Regions from separate parts of the Capsicum annuum genome. Here region 2 is linked to region 1. The links are chromatin contacts, called in public Hi-C maps. All regions are on one chromosome and are shown on one strand. Each heading gives the region's core, a stretch centred on a gene start, on an enhancer-like site or on the middle of the called end of the contact. The rest is flanking DNA. Distances are from core to core; before and after follow the strand shown.

Evidence for each region. Hi-C and Micro-C count contacts between places; a contact is called where the count stands out from the background.
Region 2: a contact with region 1 is called in a Hi-C map of leaf, with 2.4 times the contacts expected there. The contact joins the enhancer-like site here to the promoter of LOC107851006 in region 1. A contact is called at or near these places in 2 of 5 Hi-C or Micro-C datasets (leaf and placenta).

Annotation. Positions count from the first base shown.
Region 1 is chr12:65,881,663-65,889,076 of UCD10Xv1.1, forward strand. LOC107851006 (bifunctional aspartate aminotransferase and glutamate/aspartate-prephenate aminotransferase) reads right to left here and starts at 5,201. Exons shown (of 10, transcript XM_016695885.2): 1 at 4,880-5,201; 2 at 1,930-2,164; 3 at 1,738-1,831; 4 at 1,556-1,659; 5 at 131-379; 6 at 1-23. The coding sequence starts at 5,019.
Region 2 is chr12:65,998,437-66,005,241 of UCD10Xv1.1, forward strand. No RefSeq gene overlaps it. Among protein-coding and RNA genes, the nearest start is that of LOC107873064, 58 kb to the right of the region's middle. Within about 2 kb of position 5,530, at least 5 of the 5 cell types and tissues checked have an H3K27ac peak or open chromatin away from gene starts, as enhancers often do. A contact at or near this core is called in leaf, where this site is marked.

The sequences.
Region 1 (7,414 bases), core at 3,951-6,450:
TCATAAATTTCATCCGATATCACCTGCAGACCAGAAAATATTTTTTTGGGCAGGAAGGGGGTAGTTAATATTCAGAGAACAGATTGGGATCACATTCATTTTATAGACGAGTTAGATATGATGAACCTACAAGAAGCCTAGGATGCCTAGCCACAATCTCAGCAATCTCCTCAAGCAATTTCCGAGGGTAAACAGACCCTGTTGGGTTGGACGGAGAACAAAGAATCAGAAGTCGTGACTTTTCACTCAGTTTAGATTCAAGAAGCTTCGGATCTAATAGAAAATCTTCAGATATGCTGGTCGGAAGAATCACAGGTGTTGCATCTGCCATCCTTGCCATTTCAGGGTAACTCACCCAATAAGGAGCTGGAATAAGAACCTGTGCCATGTATGTGGGTTAATAAACTGACAAACTTTAGCAAGAAGTATTCTTTTATCTCGGAACTAACAAATAATCTCATTATATTTACTGTCATTATGGCAATACTGATCGAGCGAATTCTATTGTAAACTTCCACTGCTTAGCATCCATATTCGAGTGGAAAAACTAGAGAGTATCCAACCTTATCTTCTGCATCTGATATTCTTTAAGATGGAGGGAAGACGTAAAAGACTCTTCACCAAAATGAAAGTTCTCTTTTCAAGGGGATGCAAACTAATTTAAGTAATGATTCTAACAGTATATTTCCCATCACTACTATACCAGCTATAGTATTTTTTCTACCAAGAGATTAAACAATAGAGAAAACGTGAAATATGCTGGCACATCCTTTACGAAAAACAAAATAACTCTTTGAGTTAAAATTTTGCATCCAAACCATGAGCGCAGCAGTCAAAAGAAAAAGAGAGTTGCTTAGATAATCAAACAGATCAACTTTTTAAGTCATTCAACACCGAAGTTAAATTGTGGGAAGACCCGTAATCTAAGTTGTACGGACTCTTTCCTGAAAAGAGGGATAATTTCTAAATTAATTATTAGCATGTTGCTTTTTTGACAATTAATTTATGTTTTTTAAACACCCATCTGGGAGAACGAAATATTGAATTCTACAACATACATGTATTGTCCACAGAATATCTCTCAAAATTTAGCATATCATTTTGATGAAGTAAAGGATTTCATTGTTGGCATCATGCAATTAGTTACAGAAGAGTAGAAGCAAAAGTAAAATAGTAGCTCAATTACAATCTTCATACTAAGGTCAAGGAGCTAGCAAAGTAAAAAAAAGTATCTGGGGCAAAATTTTGAATATCTTTATAGCTTAACTTTAAATTGTTTTAGCCAAATCCTAGCAACTTGGATCCATGCCCTCGAATCTTAAAATTTAGATTTTTGTCGAATCCGACCCTCGGATCCGCATTTGTGTCAGATACCCGCACCCGAGTCCGCGCAACTTTGCCCGTAATTACAATTAAACATGCAACAACAACAACATACCCAGTGTATTCCCACAAAGTGGGGTCTAGGGAGAGTAAAGTGTAAGCAGTCCATACAACTCGACATGGAAATGATTATTATGTGAAAAGTTAATAGACTTTGGATGTTTAGAATTACCTCATCCCCTGGGGAACAAACTGCAAGCACTGCCTGAACAATACTTTGTTTTGCCCCATTGCTTACCACAATCTGGTCAGGAGTATACAATAGCCCGTTCTCCTCTACATCGAGAAACTAGATCAGAAAAGCAAATAGAAACAAAAACCTCTGTAATGAACATCAGCTAGAGAAATTAGTACCTTTTAATTTACGACAAATAGCCGACCGAAGTTCCATTGTACCTGCATTTGGTGTATACCTGGTATGACCTTCACGAATTGCATTTTTCCCAGCCTGAAGAAATAAGACTAATTTAGTAAATAGAGAAAAGAATAGAACATTGATTTCATCACAATAGGTGTAGATCAGGTTCCATGATTACAGAATACTACCTCTGCTATTGGGGCTGGAGTATCAAAATCAGGTTCACCAGCTGCTAATCTAATAACAGGTACACCAGCTTGCACAAGAGCAGTTGCCTGATCAGTTATAGCAACCGTTTTTGACGGCTTTACTGAATTCACCCTGGGGCTGAGCGAGATATCCACCTCAACTCTGTCCATACTCTGTGTTATGACAACTGAACCTTTTCCACGTGAGTATAGTTGTCCCTTTGACCCTGAAGATCTGTCACATACATATATAAACAAATATACTGACTCAGCAAAAACATCTAGGTGGAGTATTTCTTACTGAATGCTTATCATGGTCCAATGACACATTACCTATGAGATGTTATTAGAGAACTGCAAATATAAGAAAGTTTATGTTTTTATGTCTTTGTCAGGTATAGGATAAAACAGTGGAAAGATATCTCTTCAAGCTCTCTTTCTTTCCTTTTCATCTTTCTTTTCTTGACTGGTAATAATAAAGTTCAAATACTAAAAGTAGCAAATAGCATTCACATGATCATTCAAACATTTCAAAATCACTACTTCTGTCACCTATTGTTAAGAGTTTAACCTTCTTGGGATGGCTTAGAATGAAAATATGATACTATACCAAAATTGACAGGGGAGACACTGTCTTTGCAATTTGCAATTGGAAACATATTATAACCAGAACCAGCAACCAGGGGTAGCTAAAGATAAAGGTCAAAAAGAAAAAAAAATTACCATGATAGGTTAGAAAAACAATAATAGGTTAGAAAAACAATAGAGAGAGAACAAAAGGAAAGGAGAAGGCTCGTCACCCCTGATAAATGAGAAGAAAGATGTAAAATTACACATATGATCACCATCATTTAATGATGGTTATACTTGCAATTCTTTATCAAAAAGTGATTATACTTAAGATTCTTTACCAAAAAAGGATTATACTTGAGGTTCTTTATCAGAAAATGATTATGCTTAAGATTCTTTATCGAAAAATGATTATGCTTAAGATTCTAGAGCAGTGGCTCTTGCTGCAGCATTATCTTGACATTAGTTAGTTTTGTGGCCCATGATTTACATAGAGTTTCAATTACTATGAGAGTTTTTGATCAGAATCATCCCTGTTATTTCAACCGAACTTTCATTATATTCTTATACTATCCCACTTAACTAGCAACATCCTTTAAGTTCCCAAACTTCACCAAAATTATCCCACTGTTAACGTTTCCTTCCTTTTCTAGCAGAATCCTTCTTTTGTCACGTGAACTTCATGTACTTTTTTTTCCTTATTAATTTCATACAAGCTAGCTCCTTAAAGAGCATAAAGAATTAACGTTGGTCGACATAAAAATCAATAACAATATAAAAACTTTCTTCTCCAATTCTTTATTTCATTTTTAACACTCTCTCCATCAAGCCTAATTCCTAAATGCTACAAGCCTGCAGCAAATGCTGGTGTGTTGCACAAATATTTTGAAGTGCCCTTCTAGTCTTGTTTTCATGAAATCACCGTTCTTTTTTCTTCATATACACTGCACATATTTATACCTCCAGCTACAGATCTTTCAACAACGTCGGAAGAGATCCTCTAGCAATATGGTTAATTACTGGGTGAAGTCTCCTCAGGAATCCTATTATACACCTTTTTTTCTCCCAGCAGTAGCGATGGTAGTCAGCTTCATCTATCTCAAAAAGTCAAGACCATTGACTCCAACTCCGAAGCAATTGACGTCATTTTGCAGTTGATCATAATTAGGATTGGACACTCTTTTAAAAGGAGATGAAAACAACATTAAAACTTTTGAACCCGAGTATGATATTTACTTGTGCAAAGTATATAATCTTTCTGACTGTGACTTCCTAAGTCTGAACTTTAATTTGTAGCAGGCTCACAACTTTTCACTGTTGGTACTTGGTTTAGAACAACAAAGTAATCCATCAATGTTGAAACTAGATGAAGGTAGAAGGTACCCTATAGAGTTATTCGAGGTACGGTCAAGCTAGCCAAGACACCATGGTTATAAAAAAGTTGGCCACATCAAAAAGTCATAAACAGAGACAAGGGTAATAAGGGGACTGATCAAAGTATTCTCCGCTAGACATGATATAAGGCCAACCCTCATATCATATACCTCCATATTAGCGTTATTCTAGACAGCCCAATACTTAATCCTTACTCCATCTGTCACAATTTATATGACTCACTTTTCATTTTAGTTAGTCCCAAATAAAAATGACACATTTATTTAGTAATAATTTAACTTTAATATGGTCAGTTTACTCTTAATGGAATGATTAATAGTCACACAAACATCTATAACTTATTTTAGACCACAAGTTCAACAATCTTTCTTTCTTTCATAAACTCCGTACCAAGTCAAACTACATCATATAAATTGGGACAGGACGGAGGGAGTATAACTCTCCATATCTAATGGAGATAACAAAGGATCAGTTCTAGCATAGGGGAGATCAGATGCTTAACACATTCATATAATTGGGAAATATTCCCCAACCCCTCCCCCCCCCCCCCCCCCCCAAACAACAAAAAGATGGAACTTTTACTGCAAAAGAATTGAAACTTTCACCATCCTAGCATTCTCAAGCCCAAAACACATATCAATAAGATTCCTCGAACTAAACAAAAACTAATTCACCAACTTTAACATTCTGGTTTTCAATCAAATACAAACCACAGCTAAAATATTCTTCTTTTTCTTTTTTAACAATCCTTGTGTCCGGGTCAACTTGCACGCACCACGACTAATTCCACATATACCTGCCACCTACCACCAGCAACAGGTATATGTAATTCTGTCCACCAATGCTAGGACAGGTGAGAAAGAAATCACCTAGTATTTTTTTTGCCACAACTAAAACATTCTCAAGAAACTGTGCTAACAATTCAAGATTCTTTAACATAATAGCAATTAACAACCCAAAAACAAAAAGGGCAATAGAAAATTACTTGAGAGAGAGAGCGGAGAGGTTAGAAGAGAAAGAGATTGATGTGGGGTTGAGTGAATCAGAATGAAGTCCAGAAATGTTGAGTCTTGAACCTGTTCTTGATGAACCCAGTAAAGAGGAAGAAGTAGTAGCAGCAGCCATTTGATGGGGGAATGTGTATCCAATTTCCAAACTGGATTTTGATTTGATTCCATTTGGGTGATGGAAAAAATACTTTAATATAGTGAAATGAGGGTTGGTAAGGTTACCGGAAGAAGCGAAGTAGTTGTTGGAGGCTGTGGAAATTGAAAGCCTACTTTGCAATCTTTGGTTGGTGAAGTTTGTTTCTATTTTCTTTTCTTCTATGATAAAGATTTAATTTATTTGGTGATTATAAACGTACACTAGTCATTGCTGGTCATGCTAAGTCTGTGCCTAAACTTAGAAAAAATAAAAATAATAATAATTTTATTTAAGAGTAATAATTTATCGTATATTTTCTACTACCCAGTTTAATGTAACACCACATTAATTATATCTTATTAAAATTTAACTAATATTAACCCCTTACGATGCGCGATTAATATTAAGAAAAAATTTATAAAGTATTATTGTGTTTGCTTGATTATATTAAATTATTATTAGTGGTACACAATTATTTGTTCATCATTAAGATATTATTATTTTGAATATGACGACCTATACTATAAGTAGATAAAAAAATTATTTTAAACTTTATTAAGACAAACCTTTATTTTTGTTGATGCATCAATTGAACAAAAATATCAAATGATAAATACTTATAATTTTTTTAAACCAAAAACTATTCTATAAATTTCAAGTGTATAGATTGTTTAATAGTAGGATATTTCTCATCATAAATACTACTAAATTTTTAGATTTAAAATGACATATTTAGAACTCTGATACGACTATGATTTTAGCCAAAGGCATTTCTTCTGAGCTGATTCCTAAGTATGAGTATATTGTTATTATATTATAGTACTGTTAGCCATTAAAAATATGTAGATGTTGAATTATAACCTTGATCTTAAGTTATCTAAGTAGTTGCTGAAATTCATCTTCAACAATATGACTTCGATGATTATTATGACAGAATTGGGTCATTGACGTCTCACTAACCAAACTTATGCAATACTTTGATCACTGTCTTCTGCGACATAAATCTAAAAAAATAATAATAGTTTTCTTTAGAGAATTTGACCGAAAAGACGGAGAATCTATTAATGAGTTGTAGTACTAAAATTATAAATTCGATATAAATGAATAATACATGCATTGGCAGCTATATAATATAATTATATTAACATGTGACTTTTTCATTAGCTTGCGACTTGATTTACTATTTGCGTCCACTGATATCCTTTTAATATAGAAATCTAAAATAAGTAGTATAAATTTCTTAATTTTTAAAATAAATTTATGTTTCACATTTTATAATTAAAATTTAGTTCTATCTATGAACTTATTTCATTCTTTAAACTTATCAACAATAAGCTCTTTAATTATTTTTATCTATAAATTAGCCTATTTTTGAGTAGTTTCTATGGATAGTCACTCATGCTTTGAAAATTACCTACAAATATTACTTTTATTTCTTTTAGAACAAAAATATCCCTCAACTATCCCTATTTTCCTCAAAATATATTTGATACTCCAAAAACATTTCTTCTCCCCTAGTTGACATGTCATGTCATTAAAATTTCTTTTTTATATATATAATAAATAGATCTATTTAACTTATCAAAATTATTTAACTAAAATTTTATCCTATTTTTTTAACAAAATTTACACACATGATATATTTATCATTGAGGAACAATTTAATTATGTACTTTAGATTTTATATTTATTTTGTCTTTCTTAAAAAAAATATAAAAATTAAATTTATTCTTTATTTGATACGATAAAAATTATTACATCACATGATAAAAATATCAGCTAATCACACAACTTAAAGAAAAATAATTCATCTGGTAATGTTATGCACTTTACTCATCAATGAAGTAGTTGTGTGTAAATGTTTGAATTATTTTATTTGGTACTTTTCAAAGTTTTTCTAATTTATTTATTTCACCACTTAATAATATTTTTAAAACTCAAGGTATTTAGATGATTTGGTACTAATTTAATATTTTTTGATTATTTATTGCATAGACTAAAGATTCTTAAAATCTAAAAGAAATAAAATGATGGCTTTCGGATTTTCATATACATACTAAGGCCTCATTTGTTTGCATTTAATGGAGGTCTGAATCTGAATGGTTTGGACTTCAGATCATTAAGTGTATTTGTTTTTTATTAAAATTTTAACTCTTAATAGGTCTGAATAGGTCTTAATCATTCAGATCTAGAGCCAACTCTTAATAGGTCTGAAGGGATATTTTGGTGTTGGATAATATTCACCACTCTATTCATAATCAGTAGTCACCACCACTAACCACCTCTGCCACCATCACCATTGTCAACCACCATCCACCACCAACCACCTCCACCATCACAACCATCATCGATAAAAATACCGCTACCACACCTA
Region 2 (6,805 bases), core at 4,280-6,779, 120 kb after region 1:
TTATTGTATATAACAAGTTTATTGTACGAACAGATAATACACAGGTACGCTGGTGGTTAACAAAGAAAATACAAAATTCAGTTACACCGAAAGAGATTCGGAGACTAGTATTAAATATATTAAATTTTACATTTACAATTGAAGTAATTAGTACTAACAAAAATGTTATTGCAAATTACACATCAACACAAAGCTAAATAGACTGATATAATAGAAGATGATGCTTTAGAAAAAATACTCAAAACCCTAACTACGCTTTCAATGAAAGTGGACAGTATGGGTAATGAAATAGAAAAGCTAAAGACTAATGAAGCTAAACTGAATTCTAAAGCTATGAATCAGCTAACTCAGCAGTGTGCAGAGCTATGTCGATCGGAAGACATCAAAATTTCAGAGCTAAAAGGAGACGTTGGGACATTCTATAAAACCCATAACGTTTATCAATCTATAATTGCAGGCACAAGCAAAGGAGTTAGTGGACAAAGATATCAGAACATGAACATGAATAAGATATTTGAAAAATCATTTATATGAAAAACACAAAAAGAACCCTTGTACATACCCCCATAAATTACCACATATCGAAAAAATTTGAACCAAGATAAAAAAGCCTATAACCACATAACCCGAGCATACATAGAAAATATCCACAGAATGCAGACTTATCTAAACCTTAAACCCAGGGCCACAGATATTCAAGAACCAAACACAAACTATATAACCCAAAAATTACAAGGTTACGACAAGTTAATCGCACTACCGAAAACCAACCCAAGCTTAGTTAAAACTTGTTTTAGTTATGGATTATTAAATACTGTATATACCTATAAAGGAAATGAACTAAAAGATATACCAGAATTATATAGAACATTTACCACTTATAAAAGAATAACCAAAGGGAATTTATTTTTTATAAAGTTTTATACTGCACCAGCAAAGATATTATATGACGGATCAAACCAGTTATACAAATTGTAAAAATAGGATTAACCAGAGATATGATTATACCGGAAGATATTGTCCAGCAGCCAGAGATACCTCAAATCGAGATACCTGATTTTTATCCAAATAAATGACTTATTGGAATAGCTACGATTGTTTAAGAATTAGCAAATAATTATATCAATGGAAACCCAATATGGAGCTATTATTCAAAAGATCATCAAATGATTTATTTAAATTCAAGAGAGCTACGACAAACAGATATGGAAGATGTAAGAAAATGGATTCTGACATTGCTCAACCCAGAGGAACAACCAACTGCAAGAGCAATTAGGAAGGAATTTATTTCAGAAGAATTATTAACAAGATATTGCAAAATTATAGGACACAAATATCCAGACCATCTTTGTTCAAGATGTAATGGAGAAGATAATATTATTCCAGCTATCATCCTTATCTTCTTCTATTCCAGTTGAACCTCCGGGATAATATTATCTTCTCCATTACATCTTGAACATAGATGGTCTGGATATTTGTGTCCTATCATTTTGCAATATATTGTTAATAATTCTTCTGAAATAAATCCTTTTCTAATTGCTCTTGCAGTTGGTTGTTTCTCTGGGTTAAGCAATGTCAGAATCCATTGTCTAGCATCTTCCATATCTGTTTGTCATAGCTCTCTTGAATTTGAATAAATCATTTGATGATCTCTTGAATAATAGCTCCATATTGGGTTTCTATTGATATAATTATTTGCTAATTCTTGAACAATCGTAGTTATTCCAATAAGTCGTTTATTTGCATAAAAATTAGGTATCTCGATTTTAGGTATCTCTGGCTGCTAGACAATATCTTTCGGTATAATTATATCTTTGGTTAATCCTATTTTTACAATTTATATAATTGGTATGATCTCGTCATATAATATCTCTGTTGGTGCAGTATAAAACTTTATAAAAAATAAATTCCCTTTGGTTATTATTTTATAAGTGGTGAATGCTCTATATAATTCTGGTATATCTGTTAGTTCATTTCCTTCATGAGTATATACGGTATTTAATAATCCATAACTGAAATAAGATTTAACTAAGCTTGGGTTGGTTTTCGGTAGTGCGATTAACTTGTCATAACCTTGTAATTTTTGGGTTATATAGTTTGTGTTTGGTTCTTGGATATCTGTGGCTCTGGGTTTAAGGTTTAGATAAGTCTGTATTTTTTGGATATTTTCTATGTATGCTCGGGTTATGTGGTTATAGGCTTTTTTATCTTGGTTCAAACTTTCTCGATATGTGGTAATTTGTGGGGGTATGTACAAGAGGTCTTTTTGTGTTTTTGGTATAAATGATTTTTCAAATATCATATTCATGTTCATGTTCTGATATCTTTGTCCACTAACTCCTTTGCTTGTACCTGCAATTGTAGATTGATAAACGTTATAGGTTTTATGAAGTGTCCCAACGTCTCCTTTTAGCTCTGAAATTTTGATGTCTTCCGATCAACATAGCTCTGCACACTGCTGAGTTAGATGATTCATAGCTTTAGACTTCAGTTTAACTTCATTAGTCTTTAGCTTTTCTATTTCATTACCCATACTGTCCACTTTCATTGAAAGCATAGTTAGGGTTTTGAGTATTTTTTCTAAAGCATCATCTTCTATTATATTAGTCTATGTAGCTTTGTCTTGATATGTACTCTGCAATAACATTTTTGTTAGTACTAATTACTTCAATTGTAAATGTAAAATTTAATATATTTAATACTAGTCTCTGAATCTCTTTCGTTGTAACTGAATTTTGTATTTTCTTTGTTAACCACCAGCGTACCTGTGTATTATCTGTTCGTACAATAAACTTGTTATATACAATATATGGCTCAAATGCTAATAAACGTTTTATATAATGAACATAGTTCTTTTCTATTTATTTTCCATTTTATTTCTATTTCATTAAACGTACCTAAGTAGTATCTACAATGATGTTCTAATTTTTCTTCTTCATACCTATATTTAAGTACTCCTCCATAACTATATTCACTAGCATCTGCTTCTACTATATATATAAATTTTTTATTTTCGTCTGAAAATTGTAATTTTGGTAACTCTTTACAAAGTATTTTTATTTTCTGAACTTGTTTTTTATCTTCTTCGTTATAATTATATTCTGTATCCTTTTTAAATTTTTTCTATAATGGCTTTAGATTTTCTGCTAGTTTTGGTATATATTCTCTTACTTGATTTACTAATCCTAAAAATGATTGTAATTTCTTTTCTGTATCTAATTCTTCTTTTGAATTTATTATTTTTTGTACCATATGTTGTTGCATTTTTACTCCACTTTTATCTATTTGTATTTCTAAAAATTCTTTTTGGTTTTTCATAATTTCGGCTTTCTTTTCACTTAAACTTATTCCCGATTTTTCTATTATATCTGTAAATTATTCTAATAATTTTAAATGTTCCTCTTTAGTTTTTGTATATAGTAGTATATCATTTATGTATACTATACAATTAGGTAATTATTTAAAATAATTATCCATAAAGTGTTGGTATCTACATTGGAATCCTAGTTGCTACTCCACAGATAAATCACCACACTAGTAGCAACACATTGTTGAAGCCTAGCTAAGGCAAACAACATTTCTGGGGAAACTATCAGCAAGAGGGATCAAAAGAATAAAAAGGGTAAAGAAAGGATTCTACACATTCAAACTCAAAAATATCATTTTTGTTTACTTGAACTCAACTGAAATTGATCACGAATGCTAACCATTTTATGTTTACCCAAGTAAACTAAAAATTCAATTTTTTTTAAGACCGAAATAACTAAAATGTTGGATTAGAGAGGATGACGCTATGGGAAACAAGGAGTCTCGCATTGACTATTCAAATGCAAACGTGATAGATGGTAATCAAACAATGAATTAGCATCCCAAAGCTGTAAAATTGGTCGGGTTTTGGGATAAACATCAAGGTTCAGTTATTTTTTTTGTAATTTAGCATGAAACAAGACATGATAAGGAAATGATCAAATCTTTATTTTTGGGCAAAACATATTCATAGGCATATATGTTTGGAATACATTAAAAAAGAGTCATACTTGTTTTTTTATTTTGAAATCTAGTTCAAAGATATCTCCCAGTAACCCAACAAAACACGTCAATTCACATATTCACAATCCAATATATTCACACAAGAAACAATTTTTTGAATCAATATTGTACCATTCGACAAAATTCAAGAGACACCACATCACTTGGACATGATAAAAATGAACAATTTGATAATATTAGATCAAATAACATATTTTCATAACCATAGTAGAGTGGTCCAAGAATAAAATAAGTCAAAACGAAGCATTCCGAAGCATAAGATATTTATGAATCCAAAATTTAATCCTAACAAGGATTCGTGTTTACTTAGTAAAGCCCTCAAGACTGATTCACATCATACGCAACCACGAAATTTAACATAAAATGGTACAATCAAAACTTGAAGCTAACATAGAACCTATATTGACAAACTTACAGATTTATACAAATACAGGAAAATATGTTTATTTGAATCAGAATGTTACATTTATCCACAAGGTCCAACATGTAATAGCATGGATCTGAGAATGAAACAAATGAAATATTTATAGAATCAAAATAAAAGGGAAGAAGATGAGAGCGAGATACAAGGGAGATTTTACATATCCCGAATATTCAAAATAGAACAGCCATATCTTGAAAAAGATGTTTAGGACAAAAATGATCCGCGGAGAATAAATAGTAAAACAACGATCAACTTGAAGCAAAACATGAATTAACACTTACAAATTCATTTTCAAGAATCACCAGCAAAGTAAACTTAATGAAATCGCCATTCAGACTCAATTTTCAAAATCAACAACGACTCGTACTTGGTCAGAATTCACAAACAAATCTTTTTTTTAGAATCAAAATCATATTTTGTCCACAAAGGTGACAAAACCGCCAACAACAGAATTTAAAGACGTATTGAAATCTCATATTCATAGACCAAAATAAAATGAAAGAAAGGAAGACGGGAGTGAACGAGGGGGTCGAATCCGCATTTTTTTTATGGCAGCAAATTGGGCTTTCCGTTAAAATTCTGGCCACCGAACTCGACTTCAGGAACTCGATTGTAACACAAAATTAAGGGAACGATCGAGATTTCTTGGGATTTTCTACAGATTTCCAAAATACTTAAGGATGATTTTTTTGCTCTTGAGTTTCTCACTATTTTTTTACCTTTCTCACCTCTGCCTTCATGGGGATGGGAATCCAGCTATTTATAGCCAAAATTCAGAATATAAAGTCCAAATTTGGGACAACAAATAAGAAAAACTGTGGGAGACATAGGGGATTAGAAATATGAATTTTAATTTCTAAAGCAAATCCTCCGATGCCAGCCTTTTCAGATTACTTGTGGTGGATTTGACATCATGGATGAGTTATTCCATCTTTTGGGATCTATTTTATGATTTTAGAGGGTTTTACAGAACTGAAAAAGACAAGATGGGAGCAGTCCACATAGGGTGATAGCCATGGCGCAGCTATGTCCACCATTTTTGGGAAGAGTGTCTTTAGACGTTATTGTTATTTTAGGGAATCAAAATAGTGATTGTGCGTTGGGTTTTTGGGGAAGAGAGTATAACACGTAATTTGGGGAGTGGGAAAAGCCATGTACTGGGCTGATTTTGTTGATGGGAATTTGGTTCAGATTTAGTTTAAGAATAAAAGAAAAAATAATAAATTATATTATATATAAATGGATATAAAATAGAAAATTTTTGGACCCTTGGATTAAAAAAGATTTAACGGATTAAATTAATTTGTGTTTGTTGGATGGATTTTGTGTTTATTTACTGATGTAACGGTGTGTGATTGGTAGGTATTGTATGGGGTGGATTGATAAAGTGGATGTAGGAAATAGACCGGGTCTTGGGGCCAATTTTTGAGCCTCTTTGGCTGAAATATATGTGAATAACAATTGGATTCAGATAAAATAAATTGAAACTGAATTAATGTTGGCCCAAATACTCTTTTTTGTTAAAATTAATTTTATTGATGCTTCTTAATATGCTAAAAAAAATTATTTTTTGACACATACTCCGATTTAATAATTTTGTAATTTAATATTTATAATTTAACAAATATATATATATATATATATATATATATAATAAGAATCAAACCAAAAGGCCAAAGTCATCGATAAACACTCAAACTTGTTGCCAAAATTCACTTAGACACCTAAACTAAAGTCTGTTCCTATCAAGTCCTTAAATCCCCCACATTTGTTCCAATTTGACCTTTTTTGCCCTATCAGCAAAAAGCTCAAAGTGTGTGTTGCACACATGCGATGACGTGGCAAAATGAGCTAATTGAAAGCTAACATATGACATTGTGGGTCCAATAATTACTAAAAATTAATTATAATTCTTTTAAAAAAAGTATATACAAATGGCATTGAGGAAATTATTAAAAAATAATTCTAAAATTATTTATAAAATAAAAAAAATAATTATTTTAAAAAATATATAATTTTTTTAAAAAATAAAATAAATTATTAGAAAATTATTTTTTAAAAAAATTAATTATTAATAAAAATTATAAATTTTTTTAAAAAATGAAAATAAAAAATGGCGAGGATATAAATTATTAAATTATTTGGAAAATAAAAATAAAAAACTAATTATTTAAAAAAATTATATAAAAAAATTAAAATGAAATAAATTATTAAAAAATTAATTAAAAATTAAAAAATCAATTATTAAAAAAATTATAAAAATTTTTAAAAAAAAAAAATAATTAATAAAAAATTATAAATATTTTAAAAAAATGAAAATAAAAAATGGCA